2 separate regions of the Mus musculus genome follow, and region 1 is linked to region 2. A link is a contact called in public Hi-C data. All regions are on one chromosome and are shown on one strand. The core of a region is the stretch at or near the end of the contact, and the rest is flanking DNA. Distances in the headings are between cores, read along the strand shown.

Region 1 (5,045 bases), core at 2,285-4,784, 330 kb before region 2:
CCAAGAAGAGACCCCAGGTGGGGAAGCTCTGGGTGGCTGGATTGCTCATAATCTGGTGAGACTAGGCAAAAAAAAAAAAAAAAAAAAAAAAAAAAAAAAAAAAAAAAAGGCCACAAGGACCTCCAGGAAAACACTGTGGTAATTATCATGGCTGCAAGTCCCCAAGTCAGGGGACCTGCCAGAGGCTGTCCCAGGGCCCTAGACTAGAGATCTATGATATTATAAAATAGTTTCCCACTGCTGCTCTAGTGAGTTTCCATACAGTGCCTTACGGCAATGCAGATTTGTTATTTTATACTTCTGGAGATCAAAAGGTGGGTATGGGGCTATAATAAAGCCACTGTCAGAGCCTCACTTCTTTCTAGGGATTCAGGAAGCAAAGTCCGTTGTCTTGCCTTGATCTGAGTATGAAAGTCATCCACAGCCCATGGCTCATGGCTCTTCTGCTCTCAAGCTAGCAACGGCTCATGAGTCATTCTTATACTGTGTGATTCTCTTCTGCGGTTAATGAAGCACTTATGCCACCCTGGATCATCTTTGTATTCTCAAGTCAACCAGCTTGAATCTTAATGCCGTCTCCCACCTTGATTCTTTCTCATCATATGACATATGGATTAGGGTGGTGACATCATTGGGCAACCATTACTCTGCCTAGCACAGGCCTCAAGTGAAAAAGCCAAGACTCCCTTGTCTTAGGGACTCATCACTGTGAAGAGACCGTATGACTAAGACAACTCTTATAAAGGACAACATTTAATTGGGGCTGGCTTACAGTTTCAGAGGTTCAGTCCATTATCATCATGGTGGGAAGCATGGCATCATGCAGGCAGACATGGTGCTGGAGGAGTCAAGAGTTATATATCTTGATCTGAAGGCAGCAAGAAAGGAGGTCTGAATCACGCTGGCCAGAGACCTCACAGCCCCACCTCCATTGTGACATACTTCTTCCAACAAGACCACACCTCCTCCAACAAGGCAATACCTCCTAATAGTGCTACTTCCCATGGGCCAAGCTTATTCAAACCACCACACCCCTTTTATGGTACTCTTGGTCTAGTAGAGAATAGGCTAAATAAGGGGTGACCTCTGCCAGGCATATTGGGAACCTGCTTCAGAGAAAACACCAGGGAAGTTTGTTTCAGAGTGTCTCACTGTGGGTGTCTTAGTTAGGGTTTTACTGGTGTGAACAAATACCATGACCAAGGCAAGTCTTATACAAAACAACATTTAATTGGGGCTGGCTTACAGATACAGAGGTTCAGTCCATTATCATCAAGGTGGGAGCATGGCAGTATCCAGGCAGGCATGGCAACAGGCAGAGTTGAGAGTTCTACATCTTCATCCAAAGGCTACTAGTGGAAGACTGACTTCCAGGCAACTGGGGTGAGAGTCTTAAGCCCACACCCAGAGTGACACACCTATTCCAACCAGGCTACACCTCCAGATGGTGCCACTCCCTGGTCCAAGAATATACAAACCACCACAGTGGGCAACTCATAATCTTCCTGCCTCAGTATCCAAGTGCTGGTATTATGGGTGTGTGCCACACCTGGCACATGATTTGTCCCAAAGAGCTATGGACACTCTTCCCTCCTGTGTAGCCATTGCTGTCGTCTTTGTCATCTTCATCTTTTTACTTTGTGTGGTGAGGACCAAACCCAGGGCCTCATGCTCTTGTAGGTGCACACTGCCCTGCAGGAGACAGCCCTGGTCTTTGCACTTGTATCTTGAAATACTGGAAACACCCCAAGACTAGAGCTGCAATATGTCTGGTCCTCATTAGAACCTAGTTCAGGAGGGCCTTATGTGTGACCTGGCTGACAGAACCTGGGCTCCTCCTGAGCCATGGCTGCATGAAACAGATGAAAAGATGATCGTCCTCCACAGTTAAAGCAGTTCTAAAATCTAGAACATTCCCTAAACTGTGTGTCTTGGGTCACTTAGGAATTCTATTTAAAGCCTGTGGGCCCCTTCATCCACAACCCAGAGCAATCCTCTCAGTCCTCTCCCTTCATCTTGACACAGCCCTGTGAGGAGTGAGAAGCCCCCTTGCTTCATCTCACTCAGGGTTTATGGGGGTCCATGTATTTTTCTTTCTACTCTGCTTTGGTCATCTCTCAGCGTTGCTCTGTGGGAGCCTTAAAGGGTTTAATTTTAAAACCAAAGCATATTTTTGAACCTTGGTATGTCTAAGTCCCTTCCGGCTCATGGCAGCTGTTCTCTGTGGACCCCTCTCTCCATGTGTCCTTGGCCAGGTTACTGACCTCTCTCTGTCCCCCTCCCATCTGCAACAAGGCTAATGACTGCAATCCCCATATAGGAGGGAGCAGAGGGTGCACCAGGGGACAAACCAAGAATAGGAAAGCATGAATATCTTAGCTGCCATTCTTATCCAAAAAGGAGGCGCAGCGTGAACCTCCTCTCTCAACCACACAACAAGCCTATTTTGTTGTTTTTATTTGTTTTCTTTCACTTAGTTCTGAGACAGGGGCTCACTATATAGTCTTGGCTGGCCCACAACCTACTTCATAGACCAGACTGGCCTTGAACTCACAGCACTGAGATAAAAAGTATTTGCCACCACACTGGGCAAAGCCAGCTTTACAGACCACCAGAATGTTGCGTTTATGTCACCCAAGTAAATGCATTTTTTTAAAGCAATGTGTCACCTTGTTCTTTCTACAGGAATAGAATTCCTTCAAGGACCATTTCTTACAGGAGAGGGAAGACATGGAGGCACAGTAAATGGGTAGGTGACAGGCAAATGGAGAGCCTGGCACTCATGTCAAGGACAAGATAAAGCCTGTCTGCACGGGCTGAAGTAGGGACATTCAGCAAAGTGGTTTTTCTCTGGGCTGTTTGGTGCTTACAGTTTGCCCAGATCCTAACCCAAACTCAAACTGGAACTTCCTGGATGGCGCCACCTTGCCTTGGCAATCCTTAATTTATTAACTCAAAATGCTTCCCAGATCCTGCCCAAGACCTCTCTAACCTGGCTCCCAACTCTCTGTGCTCAGACTCACTGGCCTGCACTGTCACAGCTTTGAATGGGACTGTCCTTGAGATCCATAAAGAAGTACTTCCCCCGGATCCCTCACCAGCCCAAGGCCACTTGCAACCTTCATGGGGGTGTGGGGGGGGGGGGGAGAAACACGACACTGTCCTGGTTTCCACTGGCAGCAACGGTTACTCAGGCTGCCTCCAAACAGCCAGAAGAGTTCCAGAGTCCACAGATCTTGCTTCTCAGTGGCACACACATTCATAGACTTCTCTAAGGTGCTTCCCTGCAGGAGAGCTCTCTGTGAGCTAGGTCCTTACACAGGAGTCTCTGCTGAGGAAAAGCCTTGGACGTGGGGTTAGGAAAGCTGTCAGAGGCTGTTTTGCACAACATCAAACACATTCCAGGCCTTATCTAATCAGGGAGCCTTCTTCAACAGCCATGCAGAGGCTGTTCCTGCAAAGCATTCCCCAGGCAGGGCGAGGGCCTTGATTCTAGAGGCAGAGTAATGGCTCTTTTGGCACAGGCAAAGCTGCCTGGCAGCTGGAGCTTTGAGGTAACCTCTGACCCTCTCCCACAGTTCCTCCCAAGTCCCGCCGCACCACTCTAAGCCACCCTCAAATCCCAGGCTCTAATTGGCTCTGGTTTGTTTTGCCTTTCTCTTCTGTCCAGTGCTTCAAAAGGCACTTCAATAATTGTTTGAGGCACGAAAAAGGCAGGGTTCAGCTTTCCTAACTGGAATTGGAGGTAATTACTGTCTTCCATATTCGAGCCGGTACATGCTGCAAATCACATGGCTCTGGGTTGCTTTCCAGCGGGGTGGCCAGGTCTCAGAGCTACAAGGAGGATTATAGAACTTCACAAAGGCTCTGCTTCAGAGAGAGAAGAATCGACAGGTCTCAGAAGTGCTAGAGGAGTTGTTTATACTCTTCTGCTGTCCGCTCGAGACTGTCCTGAGAGGTTTGGTCTGAAGAGACTTCAACTCTACCCTGGAAGTTTGGGATTTGCTTTTTTATTTTGTTTGCTCTCAATGGGCAGGAACTGACCCCTCCACACACACACACACACACACACACACACACACACACACACACACACACACACACACATAAGCCCCTTCTTGTTTGAAATTAATAACCACATGCTCGACCTAGGCTGCCCAACTTCAGAACAGAACTTCAATGAGTGAGGCTAAGACCCACCTCCAAGAACCAGAATAAGGATTCCATTTTGTGCATTCAAAACAGCAAACCCAAATGTGGAGAGTCTCTGGATCATCCCCCTTCTGCTCCTTGTGGACCCGGAGGGCCTTGTTTAATCGATCAGCTGATTCACAGGACGTCACTCACAGTGAGAGCGGTTGCTGACCCAACCTCAGAGGGTGTGTGAGGTCCACATGAGGTTAGCCCATGTGAAGTGCCTGTCTGGGATCTGTGTATACCAAATGTTCAATAAATATCAGCTAACAGTCACTGTCAAGGAGGGCCTTCTGATGCCAAAGGAGCCAGTCTGAACAGAGCCACCGTGAAATAGTACAATGAAGCAGGAAGGGCTAGGGTGCCAGCCCCAGTGTGAAGTGTCTTCCCTCCAAAGGGAATTGTCTTAAACATCTGAAGTTACCTCTGTCTCAGCCTGGCTCTCGCTCACCATCCTGAACGATCTCATCCAGGTGGAGGGCTGCTGTCCCCACTGTGCTTCTGGCCCTTCTCTTTCCAATGTCCTCCTCAGAGCTCTCAATGTCCTCGAACCTTGACTCCAGGTCAGTAAAGCCGATCAAACCGCACATCCCGGCAAGGGCTCGGTGGAAATCCCCTCTGAGCAGGTGACCTTTACAGGTCGCACACGTTGCTTTCATAGTCTTGAGGACAATGCACAGGCACATACTTATCTGTGTATTTGTCTCATATCTATTTCTAGATAAACTAAAGTTCATGTGAACGAGGCCAAGTTTCTCTGTCCTTTCTTCCTTAACACAGATGACGGTTTGCCTGTGAACTTTCTTTATTCTGTTTATGCAGATCTGAGTGATCGACTAGAGATCTAGCAG
Region 2 (5,262 bases), core at 699-3,198:
CTGATTAAGATAATTATTTAATACAATTTAAAAATGCTAAAAGTCCATGATAAAGACAAAGTCAATATAGCTAGCCTTTCATTTTGACTCAGGCTCCAATATAGCTTGGCAAGGAATAGCAAAAACAATCATATTTCTAAGTTGTACAAAGTAGAGACATCATCTGCTGTTCAAAAGTGGAGCCAAAGATTCAGAGGCATGGGAGATGTAGCCTAATTAAGAACTCTGAGCTACAAGTGAAGAATCCCGGGTTCAAGTCCCAACTTCACCAGTCCTAAAGAATGGAGCAGTAACAAATTACCTAGTCTTTTTGATCTTCAGATTTTTCTTAAATAAACTGAGAGGCCTATACCTGGTTATTAGTTACACCTAGCTCTGAAGTTTTACAATTCTACTGTAAAATTGATTGCTTTTGATGACTAGAACTAAATCGCACCAAGAATGCTGTAATTCCTGTTCAACATTTGTGCTATCCAAGAGCTTATGAAATGACAAGTTTCAACTATTCAAGTCTACTAAGAAAATAAAACCCATGTTAAGTATTATTCAAAAAAAAAAGGCAAAAAAAAAAAAAAAAAAAAAGCAGAGGGAGTGCTCTTACAAGTTTCAAATGCCACTCAATGACAAGTCCTACAATAGCGGAGTCGGCAGCTTTGTGTTGTGTGTATAGGGTGGCGCGGTTGATCTGTATCTCTAAAAGCTGAAATAATTCACAAGGCCACCCACTGACAAGTCCATTGAAGCATAAAGTAATCGGGTTAATAAATAACTGCTTATAATTTCCAGATAGGAAAATGAAAATCTAAAGTCAACAACCACATGACAGGGTGATAAGCGGGAGCAAGAGTGAGGAAAAAACAAAAGCAATTCCTAACACGACGTCTGGGGTCAAAAGTGCTAAAGAGCAGCCATGTCATAGCACTGGAAACTAGGAACACTGAATAAAAAAAATTAAAACTTGTGTTCTGGCTCCATGCTTATAAACTTTTATCAAACTTCTTGCTGAATTTTAAAAAGTAAGGAGATTAGTGAGCTCAGCAATTTTTAAACAAAATTCATAATGAAAACGGGAACTGCTTTTTAAAAAAAAAAGTAAATATTTACATGTAAAATGTCAAGCATAGACAAAGTGCATATGACAGAGGAAGTGGCTGTCCATACATTAAAGCTGGTTTCAACAGCTCCCAACTCACAGTCAATATGAGGCCATCTAACTGCAGCAACTGGGGTGTTCAAACGCAAATCGAGCAAATATTCTGGGAGCTTTAGTTTCCATATTTGAAGACACAAGCAATTATTCTAACCTCTACACATGACATTGTGAAAAATGATCACGAATGTGAAGGCTCTTCTGATTACGTGATAGGTGACTGCTATAAAACAAGATGGGAAATGAAATCGACTGCTTGTTAAATACGTCTATCTTCCAGGCAACATAATGAGTTTTGGGAAAATTTATTTTTCATTCTCCCAGCACCTCTGTGTGGCCACTGAAAATATTACCACTCACCTCAGCAGATACAGGAGATGAAGTAAATTATTCAACTCATATCACATGAAAATCAACAATGAGGGCAAAAATAAATCCTTACTTTCTGCTTCTCTCCACTGTATCATCATTACACACCGTCTGTCACTATGTGAAAGCAACTCTCTTCTCTAAGTGAGAGAGACACGCTCTAAGGAGTGTCCAACATTTACAAGAGAAGCGTGTTATATAACATGCAGGCGTTCAAACGCATTCACTGACTTTAAAGCTCACTTGCAGATTCATATGAGCACACTCCTTCCTTGGCTTGTCTTACCTAAAGAAGACAGCAAGAAATAAAGGGAGAAAATGAAACACACCCGTGCTTCACTGGAATTGAACAATTATAGCTTGCCCTTTCATACGCTTGAAACTTAAACCATTTCCTTGACTGATGCAAAAATTACCTCAGTGTTACACTGAAGAATTACACCACCTGGGCATACTCCATAAAGCCAGAGGCACAAGTGATTCAGCTTCCAGCTCAGAAAGTCCTTACGGCATCTACCAAGTCATTAGAACTTTCTATACTTTAGACATTTTCCTTCCGAGTCGTACAATGGTCTTGTTCACTGAGTTTAGTCAAGGCACGTTGGGATTGAGTAGGAGGGGGGTGGGGGGACGCTGTGCAAAGGGTGTGGTGGGAAGTCTGTCATGAACTAGTCTCCCTGAAAGCTATCTATTAGTCATCTCATGGAATATGCCAGAAGCAGAACAATTTTTCTTCTATGGTCTCAGGTTGAGCACCGTCTTCCAGGACCATCACTGAGAAATCACAGCCCATTGTAGCCTCAAACAAATGGTCAACAGTATATCAAAGGGAGCCTTCTCCAGGAAATTCTCTCCAATCTGGAAAGGGGTACTGTGGTTTTCTGAAAAACCAAACATAAATTAACATTTTTTTCTTTAAAAAAAAAAACAACAAAACTAATAGGCTTGTCATATTTTAAAATTAATGGTTACCAACATCATTACTTTTAGGATATGGAGGATCTGTAAAGTGCTATTTCTAAAATACAACAGAAATTGGAACTAAAATCTATAGGGTCAGCTTCCATAATGCTAAAATCCAAAACCTGAGACCCTTTGACGGCCAGGATGAGACCACAAATGGAAAATGTTACACCTGACCTCATGTGACAGGCTGGCAGGCATGCTACAGGTATGATATGAAATTATGTCCAGGCCACGTGAAGGAGATACGCATGGAACACAGTAAGTTGCACATTTAGATTTGCTTCCCATTCCCATGCTATATAAACCCATAGATGCAAATATTCCACAATCCAAAGAAGTCTAAAATTCAAAATGTTTCTGGGCCCCAGCATTTCCATGGTAGAAGTATGCAGACAGCCTTTTCTTAATTCTGCACTTGTTAGTTCTTCTGGGCGAGGCTGAGACACTTTAGAACAGCAGCCTTTTCATCTATCAAATTACAAATGTGGTCTGAAAGGTATCTGAGCCTTCCTTCAGTTCTGAAACCCTCAGATTACCTAGCTCAGTAACTGTTACTATTAGACTTCTATGTAGGATTTTCATTTTTTCACAATGCCACTTATTGTGTAAAAATTTGTTAAAATAATCAAGACATCAAAGAAGATGAAGGACTAACATGTAGTAATTGTTTATAAATATGGTTTTAAAAAAACGAAATTCAGAAGAAAAGTAGGTTTTCTAGTTCTCTGAATTCCAGGTAACCAATCCTTCGGGCCATGTTCGGAGGTTCAGCACAGCCATGTATGGAGTGCTAGCCTAGAACGGGTTCTAAATACTTGTATATTTCATTTTTAGCTGCTGATGGTTCTGTTGTTCCCCACCATCCCAACAGCAGTACCCAAAGTAAGTCTTCCTCAGACTCTAATACCCCTTTGAATTGAAGAGAGGTTATGAAGTCAGCTTGGGAACTCTTACTGCTGAGGGTTTAAACTTTCACACACACACACAAAAAGAGCTACAAAACACTTCTGAAGGAAAAAAAAATGTTACCAAAGTTTCTATTTTTGAAACTGTCTAGAAACTTGGGGGCATGCACTATTATCAATAAGGAAATTTTATAATTCATTGTAGCTTGAACACATGCTTCCCCAAATACTTCATGAATAAACTTCACATAGTAGATAACGACCTATTAGAATGAAAATTAACTATGATTTACCATAGAGCCTCCATTAAGAAAAATACTCAAAAAAAAAAAAAAGAAAAAAAAGAAAAATACTCAAGCCTCTGAGAGCACTGCATGTGCATCTTAACTGACAAATGCTAAAACCCAAGCAGGGCCACATAAGCTACCATGGGCATCATATACGCTGGAGACAGTGTCTTCAAGGCTCTCCTACTTGAAAGAAGGCTCTTCCTAAAGGCCGTGCAACTTTCCACACAAAAGCAGAGAGAACTACCAGTAAAATGATCTGGAATTTAAAAAAAAAATTGAAATGCACAAGGTTTTCCTGGTGGAGGTGAACCTCTTTCTTATACTCTGTAAGGGCTCCATCAGCAGCATCGGTCTCAAACATGTGGTTCACAAAAAATGTGATGAGACAGGAAATTGTGTAGAAGCAAACAAATCAATTGACCAGCATTCTCTCTCTCCACAACAGAGCAGTGCTGGGAGTACAGAGCTTGTTAAGGGCTTAATGTGAAAGTCTGCTTAACTGTTCACTGCACTTCAACACTCCATGTCCCTCTTTTAAGCAGCACATGACAGGAAAAGGACTCTCCCATGCATCTTGTTCTTACTTCGCTGGCTTCTAAAACACAGAGTGCTAATTAGTCACATAAGTGGGCACAGTAAAATCCAAACCTTCCTGCATTACTAATCAAGTTTAGATGGCTCTGAGCTGAGGACTTAGTCAAACCCAAACTCACACTTGCAAACTGCAAAAAATCTGGGTTTATACTTTGCAACTAGTCACTGCTACTTACAAATGTGTCTGCTTTTGAAACTATTTATAAAGAGATAAAAGGTTGGATTTTACAGACACTGGTTCAGCTGACATTACAAGGGGATGTAAGAACAAGAAAAAGATAATTAGCATTACTTTATTTTTTCTGCCCCTCTTTTAATGTGTCCCTCCAAAACCCATTTGTTTTCTCAAAGAAAACCCAAAATAACAAAACGAAATGAACAAAACCAAACATCTCAGAGCCATTTACTGTTTGAAGGTCATGAACTCTGAACTATGACACCAACACTGGTCCTTTAATCATTTCTTCTTCTGTAACACAGCCCATGATCCTTCCCATTCTAGTAGCTTAAGCACATTTCATTAGTGTGGTCAGTGGTGTACAAGCAAATCTGTTATCTAAATGTTTGAAGGGTGTGTGGGAGAAGAAGTACATATTATTGTAATTCTGAAATTAATTCACTTTCTAATTGTCAATTTAAGATAAAATATGAAGCTTCTGTCACTGACTCTTCTGTTTTGCTATGGTCATTTCTATACTACCTCTGAAATCCTAAGGAGGAGCCCTATGGAAAGTTTGCTTCTGACTAAGTGGTTAAGAAGACTATTGCTCCAAAGGTCCTGAGTTCAATTCCCAGCAACCTCATGGTGGTGGCTCACATTCATCTGTTATAGGATCTGGTGCCCTCTTCTGAAGACAGTTACAGTGTACTCATATAAATAAAATAAATAAGTAAATCTCAAAAAAAGCCCAACTCATATTGTTGTTTTGATACATATTGTTCAGGTAGGCCTTGTACTCACTATATAGCTGAGACTGACCTTGAACGC

The links. A called contact is a pair of places that touch in the nucleus more often than the background predicts.
Region 1: a contact with region 2 is called in a Hi-C map of uterus, with 4 times the contacts expected there. The contact joins two enhancer-like sites. A contact is called at or near these places in 6 of 484 Hi-C or Micro-C datasets (myocytes and uterus).

Annotation. Positions count from the first base shown.
Region 1 is chr12:79,858,275-79,863,319 of GRCm38.p6, reverse strand. It overlaps Gm36132 (a long non-coding RNA gene), which reads left to right. Exons shown (of 4, transcript XR_381728.4): 4 at 2,686-4,477. Among named protein-coding and RNA genes, the nearest start is that of Gm36132, 6.8 kb to the left of the region's middle. Within about 2 kb of position 3,534, at least 105 of the 459 cell types and tissues checked have an H3K27ac peak or open chromatin away from gene starts, as enhancers often do. A contact at or near this core is called in uterus, where this site is marked.
Region 2 is chr12:79,521,582-79,526,843 of GRCm38.p6, reverse strand. All of the region lies in intron 7 of Rad51b (RAD51 paralog B), which reads right to left. Among named protein-coding and RNA genes, the nearest start is that of Rad51b, 230 kb to the right of the region's middle. Within about 2 kb of position 1,948, at least 18 of the 459 cell types and tissues checked have an H3K27ac peak or open chromatin away from gene starts, as enhancers often do. A contact at or near this core is called in uterus, where this site is marked.